4 separate regions of the Mus musculus genome follow, and all the other regions are linked to region 4. The links are chromatin contacts, called in public promoter capture Hi-C maps. All regions are on one chromosome and are shown on one strand. The core of a region is the stretch at or near the end of the contact, and the rest is flanking DNA. Distances in the headings are between cores, read along the strand shown.

Region 1 (5,400 bases), core at 2,009-4,508, 160 kb after region 4:
GCTTGAGAGCTGCGGGGATTCTATCAATTACGTTGGGATCTTTAAAATTATTATCATTTTTTGTGTTACAAGAAAAGCTCCTTTCCCTCAGGTGGGTCCAAGAGCCACAACCTCATTCCCTCTTTAGTCCATGAAAAGGTAAGACTTTTATCATCCTGAAAAATAGTCTCAAATGCTCCCCATGGCTGTAAACCAAAACAGTTCAGAGCCAAAGAAAATCTTTCTGGGTAAGACGCTAAGAACCCATCTTTTATAGGAAGCAAGGCAGTGTCTCCTGCCCTGCCCTCTAGAAGCTGGTTGCTCTTGCTCTGGGGGGTAACTATGGCCCACCCCGCCGCCAGGGGAGGACACAGAAGTTGTGACATCGCTCATCGGGGAGAAGGCTGGCTGCCAGGCTTGACAAGTGTACCTCAAGTAGGCCAGACCATGATCTCAGGGATGGATTTCTAGGGAGAGAGGGACATCTGATGAAGCCAGGTGACCAAAGCATGCTTCAACAACGGTGCCTTGGGGAAAGCAGGCTCCATGCGAGGTGACCAGACAGTTCACCCTTTCCCCCCCACACAGAGCATTTCTAATTCTCTCCTTGCCCTGTCGAGCAAGAGAATGGCTAAGGAGGGCTTATTTCCTCACATCCAACTGTCGTCTGTGTTCCCTGGGGCTTGTCCCTGAACCCTGGGGCTTCAGAGAATGACATCTGTCCCCAGCCCTGACTTCCTCCTCCCCACCGCACCCTGTCTCCGAGACCCCCACCCAGCAGTGTGCTCGGGTTACCCACCTTGACCACATAGGTGACTCCCGGCCCCAGCACCTGATCGCTGGTGTGCGGCGCGCCCCGAGGGGGCCTGGGCAGTGGCTCGTCGCCGGCCCGGCTCTTCCTGGTGGCACTCATGCTGGCGGCCGGGGCGCGGGACCCGGGGGTCGCGCTGCCGCCGTCCGGGGCCGCCAGGCTGGGCGCGCTGCAGCTGCCCGAGAGCCGCGCTCCTGCCCGCTCCCGGGCGGCCGACGACAGGCCACGCAGGCCGGAGCTGGAGAGTTTCAAGTGGGACACCTTGTGGAGCAGGTGGCCCAGGCTGCCGGGCCCATCGTCCGGCGCCTTGCGCAGCGCCTCGCCCGACACCAGGTAGGGGCTCGCCGCGGGCTCCGCCGAGACCTTGCCGCCGCTGCCGCTCACCGACAGGCTGTGGAGAAGGTCATCGACCGATGTCACCGAGTCATTCCTGAAGCGGTTGTACTTGGTGCGTGGAAGCATGCCCCTCCGTGGGCTCGCCGCATCCACCCGGGCGCTGCTGCTGCCGGCCCTGGCGCGGACTGCCGCGCATAGCACACGAGCCGCGGTCCCCCGAGCGGGACGAGGAGCCCGAGTCCCAGGACAGCCTTTCCGGAGAGGGACAGCCGAGGCCGACGACCGAGCCCTTTTCACCGTTACAAGGCAGCAGAGCAGCAGCCACGCAGCGCGGGCCCTGGAGACCGAGGGTTGGGGTGGAACGCTTGCCTTGCAAAAGTCATAGTTGCGGCTGATGGAGCGAGCGGCCAGCTGCACGGGGCTGCTCCCAGCAAAAGCGTGACTCACTCTGAGGAGACCCTTCTCAACAAAGGCTCGGTGAGCTCCGCAAATCACTTCCTGTAGCAAAAAGAGAGAGAAGAAAACGACATCCACCCGCTGACAGCAACTACAGCCAATCAGTTCTCAAATTTCCTTTTTCTACCTTCGCAGATATTTCCTTCCAGTCTTTGCCTTTTCACCTACCCCCTCCCCATCCCGCATCTGTGCCAAAGGTAAATCCAGTCCCGTCAAATGATCTCTTGAACTTTCCGCAACCCATTATTCCGTGCAATGGCTTGCTCTTCCCTTGCTCAGCTCATGTGGATGAAGCCCAGAAGTGTCTGACAGGGATGCGTTCAAATGTGACGAAGGCTTTTAAAGAAGTCTTCAAGGCGAATCCTGATGAATCCTGATTTTGGAAAGTAGCAAGAATTTTAAGTAGGAAAAAAAAAAAGAGGGGGGACCCTTCACCAGCAGATGAATATTTAAGAAAGAAAGAAAAAAACCTGTCAGTTTCCTGTGGTTTGCTTTTCTTGTTCAGATCAGCAGAGCAGCCATGTATCTGTGGCGGTGCAATTCCTGTACCAATTCACGAAAAAAAAAAAAAATCAGCACAGAAATTTCTTCTCAGTACAGCTCAGAGGGGGTCTTCCCTAATAATTTACAGCAGTCAGCAGCCGTACTCAGCTAGGGTTCAGTTGAAAAATCTACTTCAAAAAAAAACCTGCATCTCTGCTGAGCGGCAACAGGCTCCAGAAATCCATGCCAAAAAAAGAGAGAGAGAGAGAAAGAGGGCCGCGTTTTGAGTTTTATTCCAAGTGAATGTGTTTCAGCCCTGGAAGCATGCCTTAGTAGCATTACCAATCCGTTTCAATGTCCCTTCAGTTGCTGCTTGCAGCCCTGCAGTCAGGCAGGAAAAAAAATGCGGCTGCTCTAACTGTCCATCAAATCCACAGCAAGAATGGCCTCTTCCTTGCGAGTCGGGCCCAGGCTTGCAGTGACACGCACAGGCCTTCTTCCTGACGCTTGGGAGAATAGGACATCGACAGCCTCCCCGAGGGTCTGACCAAGATTCTGAGACCCACTGAGCCCTTCCTCGGTGGCCTCTACCAGGTGGCCTCATGTGTTAAGACAGATAACCTGCACCACCGAGAAGTCAATCGCTGTCAAAGTTTCCTGGTAACTTCTGTGCAAGCGAATGCATTTGCCTTCTAGCACACTAGCAGGTCACCCTGAGTCTTCTCACGCCCAGGGCTGATCTCGGGAGGCAGTGCGGTTCCCAGGCTTTCTGGGAGCCCCAGGAAGGGAGTTTAGGGAGAGCCACCCGTGGCGGCCGTGCAAGTGAGGCCGGTTCCAGAGGACGAAAAAGCGCAGAGCCGCCAGGCCCGCCCTGGCGCAGCAAACACGTCCCCACCGCTCTCCAACCGCGCGGCAGCCCTAGCTGAACAGCCACCCCGCACTCTCTTTTCTCCCTTCCTCTAGCTCGCATAGCAACAGCAGATGCGCACCCCACGGACGATTTCGATGGTGATTGGAGTCCCCCTCCAATCTGAAGCAAGTCAGCCCCACCATTCCCAAACCGTGGTCTTCTTCATTAGAAGCAGACAAAAAGAAAAAAAGAAAAAGGAAAAAAAAAAAAAACAGACCGAATGTGAATGAGATGCTGTTTGTGTGAATGAAAGGGCCGGCGAGCGAGCCAGCGTTTCTGTGAATGGAGCGGGTCCTTGCAGCCGGTGCCAGGCAATCCCCTGGGCTCAGGCGGCTTCAGCCAATGAGAGGCTGAGCCGATGACTCATTCAACAAAGGCTCGCTCAATAGTGGAAGATTCCATTTCAATCAAGGGCGGGATCTTTTATCCAACAGCAGTGTGGGAAAAAAAAAGAGAAAGAAAAAAAAAAAAATAACACCACCCAGATTGATTACAAAAATTCTGGGAGGAAGAAACAAGCCGGTATAGAGAGATGGGGAAAATTAGTTTTATAAGGGTGTTGGAGACTATCGGGTCAGTTCCGGGTGAAGCAGGACCACTCTCTGGGAGGTGAGCTGTACCCAAACTTTCATTCACTGGTTCTTCTACCTCACAGAGCAGCCATGAATGTACCAGCTTTTATTATGAATGCACACAGAAGACCCAGTCAAAGGCTAGCCTCTTCCCCATGAAGTCTTTCCTAATAAAGGAATAAAGAAGACCTATGCAAGCTAAGTCTCCAGAGCAGCGGAGGGGATCCCAAAGCTACATCATTTAACCCTTTAGCCAACAAGGAGACTTTGGATTCTATTATGAGGCCAACGGAGGGAGCCGACTGAGAAAATATGAATGGCGGTGTAAATTTACATACAACAATTAGACTCGTTGGTGTTAGACGTTAATATACCAAGAATATCATATAGTACAGCTAGAGCTGCTGTTAGCTGGAAAGTGATACGAATATTTTGGTGTACAGGAAAAAAGAAAATAAATTAAAGAGCCCAAATGCGTCAGATGGAATTCCACAGCCCCTGCAGGGGAACTCTGCTCACGTGCCTGTCCCAGGAGAGCCCTTTGTTCGCCCTAGGGAGCCTGGCTGTCGCTTATTTTAGGCATGATCCCCCAAAGCCCAAGCTCTGGGCTGTCAACTCGAAACAAACTGGCACCAGTGAGAACGAGGATAGATAATTCTAGATGCCATGTTCAAAGTCTGCGCTATGCTGTGACTATCACGTGTTCACTGGATGCTTATGTTGAAGTCTAATCCTGGCCACCTTTCTTTCAAAAGGTGAAAGCTTAGTCTGTGTCATTTAGGGGAGGGGCTTCTGGGACAGGACTGGGATTAGGTCATCAGAGTAGAGGAGCAATAGCCCAGTCTGTAAAATGCTTTATCTTGCAAGCAAGAGGACCTGAATTCAATCCTCAAAAACTCAACATTTAAAAAAACAAAACCAAAAATACTAACAGACAAACAAATAAATGGGCTGACGACCCAGTGTTACACAGCCAGCCAGCCCAACCCCTCAGCAAGTTTTAAGCCAAGAAGAGACCTTATTTCAAACAAACAAGATGGGGTCAGCAAGATTGCTATCAACCTTGATGATTGGAATTTAGTCCCCAGGAGCCACACAGTGGAGATGATGTTGTCCTCTGACCCCCTACACATGTGCTCTAACATGCATCTAATGAAAAGCTATTTTTAAAGAAAACATGGCTGTCATCCAAGAAATGAGAGTGGAGGCCATACTCTGTCCTCCACATGCAGGTATGGCACACTTCCACACAAGCACACACAAGGATGCACCTGCACACATATAACCACATAGAAGTAGAGAGTCTGAACACACACACTCGTGTGTGCACACAGGCATACGTGTTCCCAGTCTCTCACCGTCTTAAGCCCTGAGCCACCTCAGACTCTGCTAGCAAGAATCCCAAGAATTTGGTCTCTCAGCTGTACCAGACTAAGGAGCAGAGGTAAATTATCTTTATTCATAACTCACTTAGTTTATTGGACTGTGTTATTAACCAGAGATATGGATGGAAATCCTATAACAATGCCAAGAAAGTGCCTTGCCTGGGCAGCTGACATTGAGAACTGCTCACCCCTGACCACCTGTAGCCAGGCATCTTCCACTGAGAGGAGTGCAAGGCAAAGTCCACATTTCCTACCTGGAGGATTCACCTGAGTCAAGTCCTGTTCATCAGAGTGGAGAGTCTAATCAGGTGAGGAAGGGAATAAGTGCATGGGAGTGGCCAGCTTAGGGTTAGGAGCCTTCTGTGTAGAGGCATCAAGTGCAGAGGTTGAAACCCGGGAATTCCAAATTGTCTAGATGAGATATAAAAAGGGTGGTCAGATATGGGGTAGGTGGTACATGCTTCTGAT
Region 2 (5,545 bases), core at 1,769-4,268, 210 kb after region 4:
ACCCTGGGCTAAACTTCTATTTTTCCAAGGATGTGTGTTTCTGAGGTTTACTTAAACATAATTGGCAAAAATTGTATATGCTTAGACTGTGCAATGCCATGTTTTGATGGGTGTGCGTGTACATTCTGAAATAATTGCCTGTCATCGCATCCATTGCTTCCCGTGGTTGCTGTCTCTTTGTCTGTGGTAAGAACATCTAAGATAGCCTCCCTCAGTCATGTTCAAATGCACAGTCCAGCGGGCACCAGCTACAGACAGACATCTGGACATTAGGTATCCAGGATGCACTCATCTTGCATAGCTGGAACTGAACCGCCTTCAGTCCCAGCCTCATCCCTCCTCCCCCGAGCTCCCATTCTACTCTCTGCTCTCTTGAGCCAATATATTTTGATGGCTATATAACCAAGGTCCTGTATCTTTTCTGTGTCTGGCTCATTTAGCTTAGCACCATGCTCACCACACTTAGCCATGGCTTCATACATGGAATGGTTTCTCCATTTTCAAGGCTGAGTAATATTTCACGAGATATTTTCTCATGCAGTCGTCGATTGACACATACATTGACTCACATGTCTAGACAGGAATAACTCTATGAGTGAACACAGGTTGAAGGGATCAGATCCCCAAATTTATTTTCTTGGAGCTTTCTGGGTCACATAGCAATTCCTTTTTTAACTTTGTAAGGATTCTTCCCAGTTTTATATAATGGTATAATGGTGCGGAAAAGTTGGTTTCTTCACCAACATTTGGTATCTGCCATGTCCCCCATCAGGCTTAGTTCCTCTGTGGCCTCAAAAAGAAAGAAGTCTCATTAGACACATTTTCTGCATGTATTAGGATAACCACCAATGATATTTACTCTCTGTGGTGTCATATGTAAAGCCAAGTTATTTATTCCAGAAGTTTCCTTTTTCTTAATATAGGCAGACGTCACTGGTAATTCCCCTCTCTGAAGTTGCATCCTTTAAGATGTGGTTTCATTTTTGCTCACCTCATACCGTTTTTTCTTTCCTTCCCGGGATCTTCTACCCTTAGGATGCTCAAGAGTCTGTGGCCCACCCTTGAGAGGCTCCCTCTTGTTGGTGATCTCGTTTCTATTTTGACCAGAAAAGATATATGATAAGTACTCAAGCTTCTCTTCTGTTCTTATTTTTGTTGAAACAGTGTCTCACTCTGTAGCCCAGGATGACCTAGAATGCACCGTGTAGCCCAGGCTGACCTTAAACTTCTAGCAACCCTCCTGCATCACCCTCCCATGTGTTGGGACTACGGGTTACCAGCATTCAATCTTCTTAAACTTGCTACCAAAATCAATTTTTTGGCGTATGATCTGTCCTATGGTTTGCATCTGAGAAGCATACACATCCTGCTGCTGTTGGGCGAAATCTCTGTGTGTCAGGTCTGTGGGTCTGAGTGTTACAGTGTTATTCAAGTTCTTGTTGAGTTTTGTTTTGTTTTGTTTTGTTTTGTTTTGTTTTGTTTTGTTTTTCGAGACAGGGTTTCTCTGTGTAGCCCTGGCTGTCCTGGAACTCACTCTGTAGACCAGGCTGGCCTCGAACTCAGAAATCCGCCTGCCTCTGCCTCCCAAGTGCTGGGATTAAAGGTGTGCGCCACCACGCCCGGCTTTTTTTTTTTTTTTTTTTTTCCTCAATGATGTATCTATTTTGAAAGTGAGATGTTAAAGACTACTACTGTGAGCCATTGCTGTCTGTACGCTCCTTCAATTCTGCTGATATACTTGCTTTATACACTTCTGTACTGTTACGGTGAGTGCATCTGCCTGTATTCTTGTTTGCTCCACACATTGGCCATGGTCAAATGACCACTGTGCCTTATGGCAGATTTTTACTTAAAGCCTACTTTGCATAAGTATAGCCATTCCTGCTTCTGCTTGCAGGAAAGTCTTCCCCATCCAGCTTCTATGTCCTCAGAGCTGATGTGTGTGTGTGTGTGTGTGTGTGTGTGTGTGTATGTGTGTGTCATTGATTTCACAGTATTCCACTCTTCCCCTTATAGGACTTCTGCAGAGAAATCTGCTGATAGCCTTGTGAGGGTCCTGATGCAGGTGGCAGGAATCTTTTCTCTTGGTAATTTCTAAATTCTGTCTGACTTTTAATAAATTGACCACTATATATCTTAGTGTAATCTTATTTTAAAAGCTTTGAATTCACGAGCTTTGGTGTCCACATCTTTCTCAATAGTTGGGGATTTATCATTTGGAAGCTATTATTTCTTCAAGCAAGTTTTCTTCTGATCGATCTTTCTCTTTTCCTTGTGGAACTCCCAGAATGTCCATGCCGGCCCACACTGGGAAGTCTCAGAAATCTATAAGCTCCCTTCACTTGTTTTTATTCTGAATTTTCTTTTCTCTGACTAAAGGGAAAACTTCAAGTGGCCCTTTTCAAGATTACAGAATCGTTTTCCTGCTTAGTCAAGCCTGCTGTTGTACCTCTATCATGCTTCTAAGCTTACTCCATGCATTCCTCAGTTCCAAAACTTCTAGGATTTTTGGTTTTCTTTTTTGTTTTTAGGTTTCCACCTCTGCAGAACTTCTCATTCCATCCATGGAGAGTGGTCTCACAATGACCTCTGTGTGTTCCCTTACAGCTCACTGACATTTCTGATTTTCCGTGTTCTTGAAGCCTTGTGTTGCTACCGACACATCTGGAAAAGCAGGCGTGTCCAGTCATTACTGAATGGCTTTGAAAGAGACAGGCATCCACTACTCACCCGAGCTAGGGATTCTGGGAGTCCCTCTGGTCTTTTCTGTGACTTTATCCCTTTGGCTCACAGTTGGGAAATGCCTTGGAAATATAAACCTCATCTGAATCTCGTAAAGCTAAGCCAAGCTCTGAGTTGTTCCCTTTCCCTGGGACGGTGCCCTGAGTGTTCAAGGTTAGTAGCCTGCTCCCAGCTCGGCAAAGTCCAGCTGGTCGCCTGCATGTGCTTGGGGCAACAAACAAAGGCTTATGCACACTGTGTTGGACAACTCTTCGCTCACTTCCGTGATGCAATGACTAACAAAAGCAATGGAAGGAGGAGTTTATTCTGCTCACCGGCTGGTCCATCATACTGTGGAGATCCTAGAGGGGGTGCAAGACAGCTGGTCGCAGGGCAGCCACAGTCAGGAAACAGATGAACGCCAGTGCCCTCCTCACTCTCTCTTTTTTAAGTCTAGAATCCTAGCCCACGAGATGATGTCACACTCACTTGGGGTGGGTCTTCTTACCTCAACTAGCCCAATCTAGATAAGACACACCCAGAGGCTAACTTAACAAAGTCCCTCATAAGCACGCCCAGGAGGTAATCTATGTGACCCTATATGCCACCAAGTTGACTATCAGCGTTAGTTTATGGGAGACCACTAGCTATTGGGATGTATACAGAATTCCCCGAGACCCATCTAGACTTCTAGCAGGAGCAACTGCAGTGGTGGAGGGATGTGACTGACCTCTCAGAGCTTCCAAGGTATCTGGATGACCAATCATTCTTTGTTGGATTCGAGACCCTGTCATTATGAACCCCGCCCCTTCTCCCCCACCCCACCCCCTTTCCTGCCTAGCCCCAGGCTATTTACTCAGGAAGAGGCAAAGGGTTTGAGTAGACCAAAACAGAACCACGCCTGTTGGGCTCCCACGTGACCAGGAAACCAGGCATTCGTTGTGTTCTTGTTTTCCCTCCTTAGAGAAGTCACCGCAGGAGGATGCTCTTGTCACTGAGTTCTGCAGATGGGGACCGGCCTATGAGACAGTGAACCTGCCTCATCTACTCTCCTTGACAGGCTTGTTCCTCCCAACCCTCACCCCCTTCCTCTAATGAGGTATTGAAGCCTCTCTGCTGAGCTCCCCGGGCCTCCCACAAAGGCATCCGTATGCATGGGCGGTTGCCAAACTCAGTGTGCCTGTGGGATGCTGAGGGCTGCAGTCTCCTGCTGTGCCTATGTTGGCAGTGTCTCTCCGTGTGTTGGTTTGTGAGTCACGAGATGAATGGCTACTTTTTATTGGTGTCTTAATATTCTTCTTTGGTTCTTATTGCTTTAAGAACATAATGCATACACACATGCATAATTTACAGGATCCAGTTGTTAAGACATCAGACAGGTAGATTTTTCTTAGTGGGGAGTGGAGGTCAGTGCCTGCAAGCCCAGCACTTTGGCCACTAAGGCAGGAGGATCATGAGTTCAAGACCAACCTGGGCCACACTAACAGTTACGAGCTAGGTTGGGTTAGAATGAGACTGCATCTCAAACACAATAAAGCAAAAACACCCACAAAAAAAAAAAAAAACAAAAACAAAAAAACAAAAAAAAAAACCAAAACAAAAAAACAATTCCCTTTCTGTTTACCCAGGAAACTAAAGACTTTATACTTATCCTAAAATAACACACACACACCACACCACACCACACACACACACACACACACACACACACACACACACACACACATCTAAGTGAACAGACATTCTGTTAGCTGAAGCTCTATGGATTACAGTCTTACTGAGCCACTGAAATTCTGGAACACATCCAATTATAATGTGCCAACAAGCCAAAACTATTGTAAACTTTGTTAGATATTGATATTAAATGTGCATAATTCAGTGTTTGAAGAGCCCTTTTTCCTAGGAAGAACACACAATTTCCTGGTATCTTAAATACATAGTATTGTGACAAACGTACCTTCTTATTTTTCTGTTTTTCTGCCTGTTGGCTATGGTTGAGTGGTTTGTTGGTTGGTTGGTTTGTTTTGGATCTTTGGGCTTTATGGTTTGGGGGAGTCTTTTGGGGTTGTTTTGTTTATTTTGCCACCTTAAAAGCTGTTAGACAAGCCAATATGCAGGATAACCTGCCATGTCTTCTGCTTCCTGTCCTGCAGAATCTGGTTATTTTCTGCCACCCTAGCGTCCTTTAGCCAGTGATACTGGAGCTGGCTCCGCCCCATAGGAATCTTGTGAGCCTATGGCTATACACTTGGTAGGCTGGAATCTGACGCAGAGAAGGAATACTAACACTGGGGGTTAGTCCATGTTTCAGAAGAAGGAGGGAAGGGAGAGGGGAGAGAGAAGGGGGGGAGAGGAAGGAGGAGGGAGGGAAAGCGGGGTCATCCTAGTTCTAAAAGTGGGCTGCTGGTAAACACTAGGAGCAATACGCCCCCTTGTGGCTGTTTTCAGGATTGCAGGAGATGCGTGGCTAAAGATCAATTATTTCATCCCAAACACTTTTTATATAAGGCTTTAGAATAGTGTTGATGTTTTTATTGTTAAATATCACCTGACTGCCTAGGTTTTATTCAAAGGATCCAAGGAACATGGTTTGAATAGCATTACCAAGGATTGTAAATATCCATTGGTATAAGCTTTTTCTTGCAAAATTTCGTTTTTTAAGACTAGATTTTCTATAGTTTGCTGTGGCCATGTCAAAGGAAACAGCCTGACCCGAGGTCATCTGTGTCCTTCATGTGCACAGTGGTACCACAGAGGAACAAAAGCCCCTCGGCTCTGCATATTAAGTCAAATGACCTGAAGTCTCCATTCCATTTCACACACA
Region 3 (5,355 bases), core at 1,849-4,348, 150 kb before region 4:
GTGTGTTTTAGGAAAAGGGCAGGGCAGGGCAGTACACGTGGCCCTTGTTGCTGAGGACCAGATGACACAGCCATCCCTTACAGAGATGGATGATAAGCTAGGTTGCAGGGATGTGTTCCAAGATCTGAAGGACATACGCTGTTTTAGCTACTTGATTTCGGTATCTCCCAACTAATTTTAAAAGAAAGCATTTAATTGGCAGCTTACAGTTTCAGAGGGTTAGTCCCTGATCATCATGGCGGGGATGGGGGTGGGGGTGGGGGTGTATTACAACAGGCAGTCAGGCAAGGTGCTGGGGCAGTAGCTGAGAGCTCATATGCTCCAAAAATTGCAGGCAAAGAGAGAGCAAGACTGGGTCTGATGTGGATTTTGAAATGTCAAAGGCCACCTTGAGTGACAGGGCTCCTCTAACAAGGCCACACCTCCTAATCCTTCCCAAACAGTTCCATAAACTAGGGACCAAGCATTCAAATATATGAGCCCATAGAAGCCATTCTTGTTCAAACTACCACATACCCACCTGAGATGTTGTCCACTGGCCTGGCCGGGGCATTTTGATTCAATGCCACAAGCCTGAACTAGATTGTGACAGTCTGTGTGGGTGGCATGGACATCTATCCAGTGTGCTGTGCCCTCATTTGCAAGGCTTCTCTCTTGTTGTCATGTGTGACCAGGTCTACTTTAGTGGAACATGGCCTTCAGCCAGTGTTCTCACAGTAGCTGTCCTAAGAGGGAACCCCACGGGAACCAAAACAGAAATGAAGCTTTGCTGGAGCTTGTGGCTGAGGGTTAGAGCTGGGCCTGTCACAACCCACATCACGAGTTTCTGGAACCATAGAAGAAAGCGGAGGTGGCCAGAGGAACAAGGGACTGTTAAGCTCTGAGGTGCTTCAGGCCAGGATTTGCCTGCTGTTTGGGAGTCTTTGTGACGTCTTTGTGATTTGACCGTTTTCTTGAAAGCTTGTTGTAAAGCCATCAGCCATGTTTTCTACATGTCCTCCTGTTCCATGGAGAAATCTCACTTGGTAAATGCTGTTCAGAGTGACAGGTGAGAATGCATATGCAAGACCATCAGGAAAGAATGGCAGTCCAGAGGACCCAAGTTCACTTCCCAGCCCCTATATGGTGGCTCACAACTCCTTGTACCTCCAGTTCCAGAGGGCCTAACACCCTCTTCTGGTCTCCATGAATGCTGCACTCAAGTATAAACAGGCAGACATAATTAAAACTAAAATAAACTCTTTTAAAGCTTGCCACTCAGGATCCAGTGGTTCCTGGCTATGCTCCCCCACCCCCGATGGAATCCACCCTACTCACCTTCACCCCAGCATATGGAGGAGTGGTTGGGATCTTTTCCCTGCAGCAGTGGGATGGAGTACTAGAAGTGTCTGTACTGGTAGTCTATCTGTGGAGTGAGAAGACAGAGCTCTGCAGAGCAGGACACCAGACGGGCTGGATCATACCTGGGTCGGTAGAGTGGATACTCTTCAAATGCAGCGTGGAGGCCATAGGACTCAGTAAACATTGTGTGTGTGTGTGTGTGTGGGTTTTATAGGCATGTGTGTATGTGTGTGTGTGTTTTACAGGTATGTGTGTATGTGTGTGGGTTTTATAGGCATGTGTGTATGTGTGTGTGTGTTTTACAGGTATGTGTGTATGTGTGTGTATGTATGTGTGTGTTTTATAGTGTGTTTTATAGGTGTGTGTGTATGTGTGTGTTTTATAGATGTGGTGTGTGTTATAGGTGTACATGTGTTTTATAGGTATATATATGTGTGTGTGTATTTTATAGGTGTGGTGGTGTAAGTGTGTATTTTATAGGTGTGTGTATGTTCTTGTGTGTGCACATGTGCAGCTGTGGAAGCCAGAGGTTGACATCAGGTGTTTCCTTTCACTCTTCTCCATGTTATTTTTTGAAGCAAAGTGGACCTGAAACTCCCCAGTTCTGCTAGGCTAGCTGGTCAGAGGATCGCAGAGGTCATCCTGTCTCTGCCTCTTAGTACTAGCTATGTGCCTATGTACCCAGGCTTTTCTGGAGGTGCTGAAAATTCAAACTCAGGTCCCCATGTTGATGTAGCAAACACTTTACCAACTGTGCCATCCCCCTAGCCCCTCAACAAACATTGTGTGCCAAGTTCTGTCTGAAATTGTCAAGGTACCAAGAAGACTTTCATGGGACCATGCTATTTTTGAGATCCAGGGATAAGCAGGGATCTTGTCCCGAGTCTCCCTAGACCCTGGGATGTTCTGATGGGTGCCCAAGATCTTCCTTAGAGAACACTTGATTGCCAAAGAGGGATCAGCAGACAGGAGCATGCAAAGAACACCCACGTGGGAAAGCAACTCAGCTGAGCTTCCTTACTTTAAAGATGGGAAGAGCCCTTTCCACATTCACAGAATTGGTGACACTTCAGAGTCAGAAAAGTGAGGCTGGGGTCTTATCTCCCTCCCCGTAAAACACCGCTGCAGTAGAAGGCAGCTTTGTGCGGCCATTTGCCCATCTGGGAAAGAGAATGGTTGTGGTGGAGATCTGCAATTACGACTCAGCATGAGGCCCAGTGACTAGAATAATGGAAGCTGTCAGTAAACGACAACTCTTAAGATCGTTATTAGAAAACTCTGCTCTGGGTAGAACCAGTGTGTCACCCAAGTGAGGGGCAGCAGGGCATAGCACAAGTCACTTCTCTTCTCTGCCCCCTCCCCCACCTCTCCAGTGTTCCCTTTCTTGTATTGTGCTAGGCTGACTGATAATGAAAGTTTTTACATGGATGGATTTCTTTCATAATCATAACAAATCCAATAGAAGCTGCCAGATGTTTCTGCTCGGCCAAAGAATGAAGTTAATGGATGCGTATCAGCGCTCAAAGCTAAGATTTAAAGACTGATTGCTAAGGACAAGCATCCGTTAAAGAAAAAAAAATGTATAGGTTGGCATTTCAGCATTCCCAGGCAGCACAAACTAGTGTTTGATCACATCTGGTCCCCATCAAGCCTGAAGTGTTACATAAATACACGCACAGTTTATAGGGTGAGGCGGCCATATGGAGACAGGCTAAGCTTTGTTCTGTTTAAGCTCTTGCAGATGAGGCCCAGGAGGCTGCCTGACAGCCATGGGCTTCTCAAGGGATGAAGCTCTTTGCTCTACTCAGCGCATCTGGAGCAGAGATTCCATTGCCTACCTCTCCATACCAGCAGTCCTTACTCATATCCACACTGGGCGGAGGTCAGTTTATAAGTTAGGGACCTGTGAGTTCCACCCACCTCTCTACATCCATCCATTTCCTAGCCAAGCATCCATCTGCTGAGGTTTGAATGAGTCATGTCCCCCGTAGACTTGGGGATTTGAACACTTGGTCCCCAGCTGATGGTGCTGTTTGGAGAGGTGGTGAACCTTGCTGGAGGAAGCACATTACAGGAGAAGGCTTTGAGGTGACACAGCCTCCTCCTAGTTCCCATTTGCTAGGTCTGCTTTGTACTCGTGTTTGAAGATGTAAACTTGCGGCTTCTGGCTCCTCCTGCCTTTCTTGCTGCCCGTGCTGTCGTGCTACACGGCCTCAATGGATTTTTACCCTTCTGGAACCTCAGGCCAAGATAAACTCCTTCCATAACTTGCTTTTTGGTCATTATTGTCTTCTCACTACAGCAGAGTAGTCAGCAGTGCGTCAGCCACCCTTCTGTCTGTCTGTCCTTTATATCTCCGTTTGTCTCGCGCTAATATCGATTAATTTATATCCCCATCTCTTTATCCAGCCCTTTATAAACCCCTCCTTTAATCTTTTGTACGTACACACATCCTCCCATTCACCCAACAATGTCGCTGAGTACCCATCTCCTTTTGTCCATTTGCTCAGTGAGTATATCTCCTAATGTGTGCAAAGCCCTGCTCCAGGCACATAGAATCTGGTAGCAATCAAGTCGCCTAGTGTCCCTTGTGCATTTCTGGAGGGAGAGATGAACATTAAGCACAGCGATTCAATGGGAGGGTGCTAAGTGTTCCAAGGGTATGCTATAGGAGAATCCTCCTGACCAAAGGTCCAGAAAAGGCTCTCAGAGTGCTCAAGGTGGGCAGGGGGCCCTTCAGGCCCTGGCCCTGCTGTAGATGCTGCTCCTGGTGGCTTCATGGTTGGTGATTCCTGATGACACAGTTTCCAAAGCCAGGCGATCCCTCCTCCAAGCCAAAGCATTCCGAGTTTCTCAGTAGCAGGTCTAACATAAGGAACGAAGCCGAGAAAGATGTATCCCTTTAACCATAGTGAAGGATGAGAAGGAGAACCGGCTTTTAAAATTCTTCCTGCCCAAGGCATGGTGACATGAGATGTCACAGGCGGGTCCCACCCTGTGTCCAGAGCTGACCACACCATTGTATGTGGTTTGCTTTGCAGAAGGAACAAGCCACTGTGAGCCATCTCTCTTCTTAAGCCCAGCACACTTATTTGCAATGGGCATCTCATCTCTCCATGCCCTTGTGTGGTCAACCTGACCCAGATAAGAAACAAGAAGCAGAAAACACCTTATTCTGGCCCCTGGGGGAAAGAGTCATTTTACAAAAAGCCCCCTCCATCTAGGGCCATCTATTTTCTGAGGAGCCTAACTGTTGGCAGGCAGGCTGGGGGACTGTAAGGCTGGGTCTTAGCAGTGATTACACATTAGAAGTAATTACACTGGTCTTGTTTTTGTTGTCCATAGCCATGCCTAGATCTCAGGCACGGGGACTCTGGTTTTGCCCTAGGGTATAATTTGTTTGTAGGGACATCATTTTTATGCCACTCCCAAGCTGGCTACCTGTGCTGTGGCCATTCATTTCCTGTGGTATAGGGTAGCAGTTATACAACCCAGAGGGCTTTGTTCTCTGTGACCTATACTTTGGGAAGCAGGAGAGGCCCTCTGTTTCTGAAAGCAACTCGCAAGATAATTACACCAGGCTCCTCCAAGGATCGTCTGCTTGGGGAGAGCTGCTGCCAGCCTAGGCGATGTAGCTCAGTCTTCAGGGCAGGGTGCTTGCCTGGCGCGCATAAAACTTCAGCACTGCATAACCCCAATGTAGAGGCACACCATCTGAGTTATCCCGGCACTCAGGAGGCAGAGGCAGGGGAACCAGGCATTTCCGGTTATCCTTAGCTACATAGACAGGTAATGAGTCTGACTAGGCACCCTGCTTTTTTTTTTTTTTTTTGTTGTTGTTATAAAATAAGCTCATGTGTACTTCTGAGGGCTAGTCAGTCACGAACAGGAGAGTTACGAAGGACAAAGGCCCTTCCACTCCACAGTGGAGCTTTGTCGTGGGAAAATAAGCACCAGGTTCCACAATCTGGGACTGAGGCAACCACTAATAGGTTTCTGGAGCAATTCCCCCGT
Region 4 (5,516 bases), core at 2,734-5,233:
TTGCCTTCATAAGGGTTGGTCATGAGGTTTCTCTGCAGCAACAAAACAGTGACTAAGACCGGGAGGAAAAAGGAATTCTTAGACATTTTTGGTAGGAATATAAAGAAGTACAGATGCTACGAAAGAAAGAAAAAAAAAAGAACTAAAAATAGATCCAGCCTATGAGTCAACTGTCCTACTTCTGGGACTGTAACTAAAGAGGTCCTTGCATGGCATCACACACAGTGACAAAGACAGCTCAGGTCCCCGTCGCAGGCCAATGCTCTGACCATGGCTTCCCTTTCTCTTTTCTCTGTCTCTTGAGTGCTGGGATTGCCACTGTGCATGGCCATATTCAGTTTATACTGTGCTGGAAATGGAACCTAGGGCCTCGTGCACACTAGGCAAGCACTCGACCCACTGGGCCACATGCCCAGCTCTGCCTTGTCCTTTAGATCAGCATAAGGCCATGGAGGCACAGCTGCAGGCTGACTGGGTGCTGGAGGGGAGAACACGGCACAGTAAAAGACACGGGAAAGTTCCATCATATTCTACAATGCAAAGGCCAAGTCCAAACAGCTCTGCCCACATGCCGCCGGCACACAGCTGCGAGCTGTCACTGTAGGATAAAGACCTCAAGTTTGGGTTTCTCTACTATGAAGCTAACATGGGTGCATTTAAAACAACTCAATTATGAGAGACGGAATAGAATGAGAAGGCTGCTGTCCACACCAACAATAGCCTCATACTCTCACACGTATCACAAACACCACACACATAAACACACATCACACACCTTACCACACACTATACCCATATCACACATAAACACATGCATACACATACATCACACTACATACACATACTCACACGTCACTACAGATAACACCATGCAAACGTGTACGTTACACACCGCACACATCACAAACATACACATACAACACCATACAAGCACACTGTGCAAATGCACACTCACACATGCACACACACCCACTCCTGAGATGCACACATCACATACCACACTAATCACCACACTCATATCACAAGAGGGAGCACCTGCGCACGCGCGCACGCACACACACACACACACACACACACACACACACACACACTCTTCTCATTACAGATAACGCTGCACACAATCCACATCTCACGAGTTCTCATAGCACACACCACACAGACACGTGTCTATGAGTGTCTCTGAATACTGTCAACGTCTTTCTAAAACACAAACTGTGAGAAGAACAGTTCCTGGAACTCCTGGCTGACCTCAAGGATGACTACAGGACAGAGTAGGAGTGTGGTGATGAGGACAAGGCACTTTAGTCACTTGGCGTTGGCCGATGGCTGTCACGGAATGAACTCCCCTGTGAAGGCTGTGGCAGTGAGTCAAAGGATCACCGTGCTCCCCAATAGGGTCGTGTGGCACACAGGGCCATGCTCCATTCCACAAGCCCAGGGCCAGCTTCGAATACAAGGCCATCTCTCCCCAGATCTGAGTGGTGCGTACCGGCAGAGAGGAAGTGGCTTGAGGTTGTCTGTCAAGTTGCAGAGTGACCACAAGACCCAAGCCCCCAGTATTGTCTCAAGCGAGTTCCTTTCTCCCATGCTGCCTATCTACAATAAGTTCAGCCTTTTCTCTGGAACCATGATACCAAATGTCAGAGTGCTTCAGAAATACAACCCAATAGGACATAAACATGTATGAACATGCATGTAGCACAAACACACTCTCCGGGAGGGAATGACTCACACGTGGGGGGGGGCAATAAACCAAACCCTACGGAGTTAATGCCCCAGTCAAGTCTAAAGCCATATGCACTGCTGTGGGTAAGCCAAAGACAACCAGCAGGGAGGACTCTCTAACTACCGGGATTGGCCCTCGGTCTTCTGAACTGTCTATTCATGCCCACAGGGATCGGACAAAGCCTCCGCACGCTGGCCAGCCATATACTGCAGCAGACAGATGTTTATCTCACCCAAACATTCTCACAAGCATGCTGAGAATGGTGTTCAGGAAGTATGTAAGTCCCCCAAGGCTCAGGCCAGGGGAGGAAGCATAATCAGGCACCTGCTGACCTCTCCACGGAAAACCAACCGCTTCTTAGTTTCTAGCCGGAACTGTGTGATTGGTCAGCTCGCTAGCTCACACACTTTTACTTTCTGACACACCTGTCTGATTCTGTCCTTTCTGGGGATGGTTGCAGAACATGGATCCCCTCGTTCTGCTGTTCCTGCTGAGGTTATGAGTTGGTTTTTCTCTCATCAGCCAGCAACACCCAAGGGAAGATGCATTTGGAGAAATCTGCCTGTAGCGGGCTCTATGGACCTAGAGACCCACTGAGAGCTGAGTATCTGAGCTTTAAAGCCCAGATACAGAACAGCAGGAGGGGTAAGGTCACTAGCATGGTCCACAGAAGAAAGGTCTCCATCACAGCAGACAGGGGAGGGGCCTCCATCACAGCAGTGAGAGCTAGAGCCTCCATCAGAACAGACATCACAACAAGGAACAAGACAGGGAGAAGGAGGCCTGGACTGGGAAGATGGCTGCTTCTGGTTAGGAAACTTGGAGGGAAAAGAAACCTCATTGAAAGACAGGTTTCAGGGATACCACAGGGATGCTGTGGGTGGAATCACTCTTAGGAAAGACTGTCATTAGCAGTAAGAGCCCTGGTACCTCTCAGGCTGTGGGAGTCTGGTGTCTGAGGCTGGAGGAGCTGTCATAGAGAGACTCAGGGTCACCCTCTTCTATCCAGAGGACCATTTACCCGGGGAATGGAGAGACAGATGCTGTATAAAACACACCTCCAGCAGCCGGGGCAGTGATGGTGACACAGTGAGAAACAGCTAGAGCACCAGGCCTTTTTGTGGGGTTAGACATAGCGACCAAGAAACTGTTGTTACCCTGGCCTCAGGAAGTGGCTGCAGAAACAGCTACAGAAGCATCTTCAACTGTGGCCACCTCTGCTTTCTTTAACTGGATGCTGTAGGAGTCAAGTATACAGAGACACGCCCATTCTCACTGCACTTGGGGAGAGAACTAGCTTTCCCCAGCTGTGTCCAAGACACTAGGCAAATTTGGGAGGCTAGGCAGTAGGACCAGAGCTCAGGAGAATCGCGCTGCTACTGAGCAGCCAAGGCAGCTGGAGCTCTGCAGCCTGGCTCCTGTGACCCGGAGGGCTTGTGCGTCTCACCAGACAACAGAGAAGGCCAAGACCGGCCAAGAGCTGCCTTTACATGCCAGATGAATCCCAAGAAAGCGGTAAATTCATCTTCTGTAGGCAAGAAAGCCCCAGAGAAAAGGTAGCAGGGACCTGGAACCCTGCCTGCTCGGGAATTTAGCTGCGGTCTGCTTCCTCTCCCCTCTCCTTCCCCAAGCTGGTCTGGAGATCTTTTGCATTTCCTTTGTAACTGACAATTGTGCCTGCGGTTCCCCCCAAAGATTCTCATTTCTCCCCACATGGCCGGTGAGGCTTGCCCAGAGCGCAGGAGTAGACTGGGTACAGTTAACTAAGGTAGACAAGACACAGGAGTCAGGACCTGAAATGCACAAGAGGCTGGGGTCCCTGCCTTCAGCTCCGAAAGGGATGGGGGCAGGGGCAGGAGTCCAAAGGGGCAGGGGGCTTAGCTTACCAGCTCAAGCTGGTAGTCGGTTGATTTCAGGTTAAAGATAGTATAGTTAACACTGGTCACCTCAAGGTGAGTAACAGTATTAATAAGAATCCGCTCAAATCCTTCTGGACACTTAGGTAGATATCTACCCAAGCCCAGTTCTGCACCCGGTTAGGTATCTGCAGCTGCTGGGTTCTGGAGCACTTAAAATTAGCAGGATAGACGCAGAACCTTGGAGTCAGAGTATAGGTTTGGGGGTGGGGGTAGATGATCGGCAGAGGAATAGGGGCAGAGGGATACAGAGGGTTGAAGAGCCCCAGCCCGAGTCCCAGAGTCCAGACAGCGCGGATGCAGAGAAGTAATCCAGAGACTGGGCGGGGACGTAGCCCGAGGCGGGGACGTGGCTGGGAACCAGGGCGTATCTGGGGACCAGCCCGCGAAGCTCTGAAGCTTGGGTTAGGGGCGGCAGGAGGCGGGGTGAGTTTGGGCCCCGCCCCGGAGGGCAGTGGCAAAAGTTTGCCTTCGGATTCTCTGGGGCAGAGTCTGGGAGAACAAGTTCAGGGGCAGGCGACAAGGTCCGGGTGCTGAGCAAGGTGGCTGGACAAGCCTAGCGGGAGAGAAACCTGAGGCCACGAGCGACCTCCGGAGGAGCCCCTAGACGGGAGTCTTAGCTGAGACACGGCAGCATGCAACCAGCCCAGATGCGCCTTGCAGAACGAGGTGAGCGGCGGGACCGGATCCCGGGGTTGCACAGACCAGAGTCGCGGGTTGAGCGCCTGGGGGTTCACCCGAACCCCCTTTTTGGATAAAATTTCAACCAAGTCGGGGCACCAGAGTGACTTGGGCTCGCGAGTGCCTCGCTTCGGCCACCCCCTCCTGTTCATATCCCGGAGAACAGGACATAACCGCCTGTTGGAGCTGGTGGAGAGGTATAGGGTTCCTTTAAATAACAACCAGGGCTTTCTAAATGTGTTTGTAAACTCGGAGCAGAGTGAGCAGGCTGTCCAAGGGAAAGATTCTTGCTTTACTTGGCTAATTAAGAAGTTAGACAATCTTAGGAGAAGAAAACCTGGGCACTGGGAACGGCTGTGGGTTTTCCCTCTGGGAGAAAGCAAATGATTCTTTTAAGTTTTATTAGTGACAAAATTCCAGTTTTCTTAGCACTTCTCAAACTAGGCAATTAGGAGTGTCAGGCCTGGAGCTAGAAGACAAGGTGCCAGCAAAGTGATAATGAGAGAGAAGATTGGTGTGTCATATGTTCTTAACTGAAATAGAAGAAAGGGAAGGGTGACCATTAACCATGTGCCTGTACATGGTCTCTGCGTCCCTGTCTCTCCAGCCTTTAACAATCCTGACACCATGTTCCTTAGATTTGATGTAAAAGGGGGTTTCTCGTCAGCTGTTTAAAGGGAATCCTTTGCTTTAAACAAACACCTCTTCTTCTTGACACCCCCTCCTCCAAAGCCTCCAGAGTCACTCATTCTAAGGTCTGCAGCCAGAAGTCTCTGGTATTGCATATCACCACCTACAAAAATGTATCTATTCAAAGTTCCATCCTTTATAGACGAAAACCAAGCAGACAGGGAGGGCCAAGAGAATATAATTCCTAGAAAGTGGAGCAAGGGGTTGCATACCTCAGGTAAAGGCCTGGCAAGTTGTGGCTGTGGTCAGGGCTGTTTGGTTGAGGTGGTGGTGGTGGTGGTGGTGGTGGTGGTGGTGGTGGTGGTGGTGGTGGTGGTGGTGGTGGTGTGTGTGCCTGTGCGCAGGCGCTCTGTTTGGGTAGCTGTGGAGGAATCTAGATCTGTAAGCTTCTTAAGGGGGTGCAGAGCTCAGTGCTTGGGGGAGTATTGTGTGGCCATATACCTTCACATCAGATCTTTCCATCAGCAGACTGGCAGATGCTCTCATCTGGTCAGTGTCAGTCT

What was found. Promoter capture Hi-C pulls out the DNA fragments that hold promoters and counts their contacts.
Region 1: a promoter capture Hi-C map of embryonic stem cells shows a contact between it and region 4, with 7 read pairs. The contact joins the promoter of Shc3 here to the promoter of S1pr3 in region 4. A contact is called at or near these places in 1 of 39 promoter capture datasets (embryonic stem cells), 1 of 484 Hi-C or Micro-C datasets (ventral hippocampal neurons) and 2 of 115 datasets of contacts at active chromatin or transcription factors (embryonic forebrain and forebrain).
Region 2: a contact with region 4 is called in a promoter capture Hi-C map of embryonic stem cells, with 11 read pairs. The contact joins the enhancer-like site here to the promoter of S1pr3 in region 4. A contact is called at or near these places in 7 of 39 promoter capture datasets (cranial neural crest, embryonic stem cells, hippocampal neurons and 2 more), 6 of 484 Hi-C or Micro-C datasets (the N1E-115 cell line, cerebral cortex, embryonic stem cells and 2 more), 4 of 115 datasets of contacts at active chromatin or transcription factors (embryonic stem cells, forebrain and neural progenitor cells) and 1 of 9 other capture datasets (embryonic stem cells).
Region 3: a promoter capture Hi-C map of second pharyngeal arch cranial neural crest shows a contact between it and region 4. The contact joins the enhancer-like site here to the promoter of S1pr3 in region 4. A contact is called at or near these places in 15 of 39 promoter capture datasets (the 3T3-L1 cell line, 3T3-L1-derived adipocytes, the C10 cell line and 9 more), 2 of 15 datasets of contacts at CTCF or cohesin (large pre-B cells and pro-B cells), 9 of 484 Hi-C or Micro-C datasets (the 3T3-L1 cell line, the MNK3 cell line, cerebral cortex and 6 more), 16 of 115 datasets of contacts at active chromatin or transcription factors (DN3 thymocytes, the NIH/3T3 cell line, SST interneurons and 10 more) and 3 of 9 other capture datasets (adipose tissue, embryonic stem cells and liver).

The regions. Positions count from the first base shown.
Region 1 is chr13:51,566,193-51,571,592 of GRCm38.p6, forward strand. It overlaps Shc3 (src homology 2 domain-containing transforming protein C3), which reads right to left and starts at 3,259. Exons shown (of 12, transcript NM_009167.5): 1 at 779-3,259. The coding sequence starts at 1,252.
Region 2 is chr13:51,612,988-51,618,532 of GRCm38.p6, forward strand. No RefSeq gene overlaps it. Among named protein-coding and RNA genes, the nearest start is that of Gm52049, 23 kb to the right of the region's middle. Within about 2 kb of position 3,019, at least 60 of the 459 cell types and tissues checked have an H3K27ac peak or open chromatin away from gene starts, as enhancers often do. A contact at or near this core is called in cerebral cortex, embryonic stem cells, forebrain and 4 more, where this site is marked.
Region 3 is chr13:51,256,278-51,261,632 of GRCm38.p6, forward strand. All of the region lies in intron 2 of Gm46414 (a long non-coding RNA gene), which reads left to right. Among named protein-coding and RNA genes, the nearest start is that of Gm46414, 50 kb to the left of the region's middle. Within about 2 kb of position 3,099, at least 46 of the 459 cell types and tissues checked have an H3K27ac peak or open chromatin away from gene starts, as enhancers often do. A contact at or near this core is called in the MNK3 cell line, the NIH/3T3 cell line, SST interneurons and 4 more, where this site is marked.
Region 4 is chr13:51,404,635-51,410,150 of GRCm38.p6, forward strand. S1pr3 (sphingosine-1-phosphate receptor 3) reads left to right here and starts at 3,984. Exons shown (of 2, transcript NM_010101.4): 1 at 3,984-4,311. All of the region lies in intron 1 of Gm32834 (a long non-coding RNA gene), which reads right to left.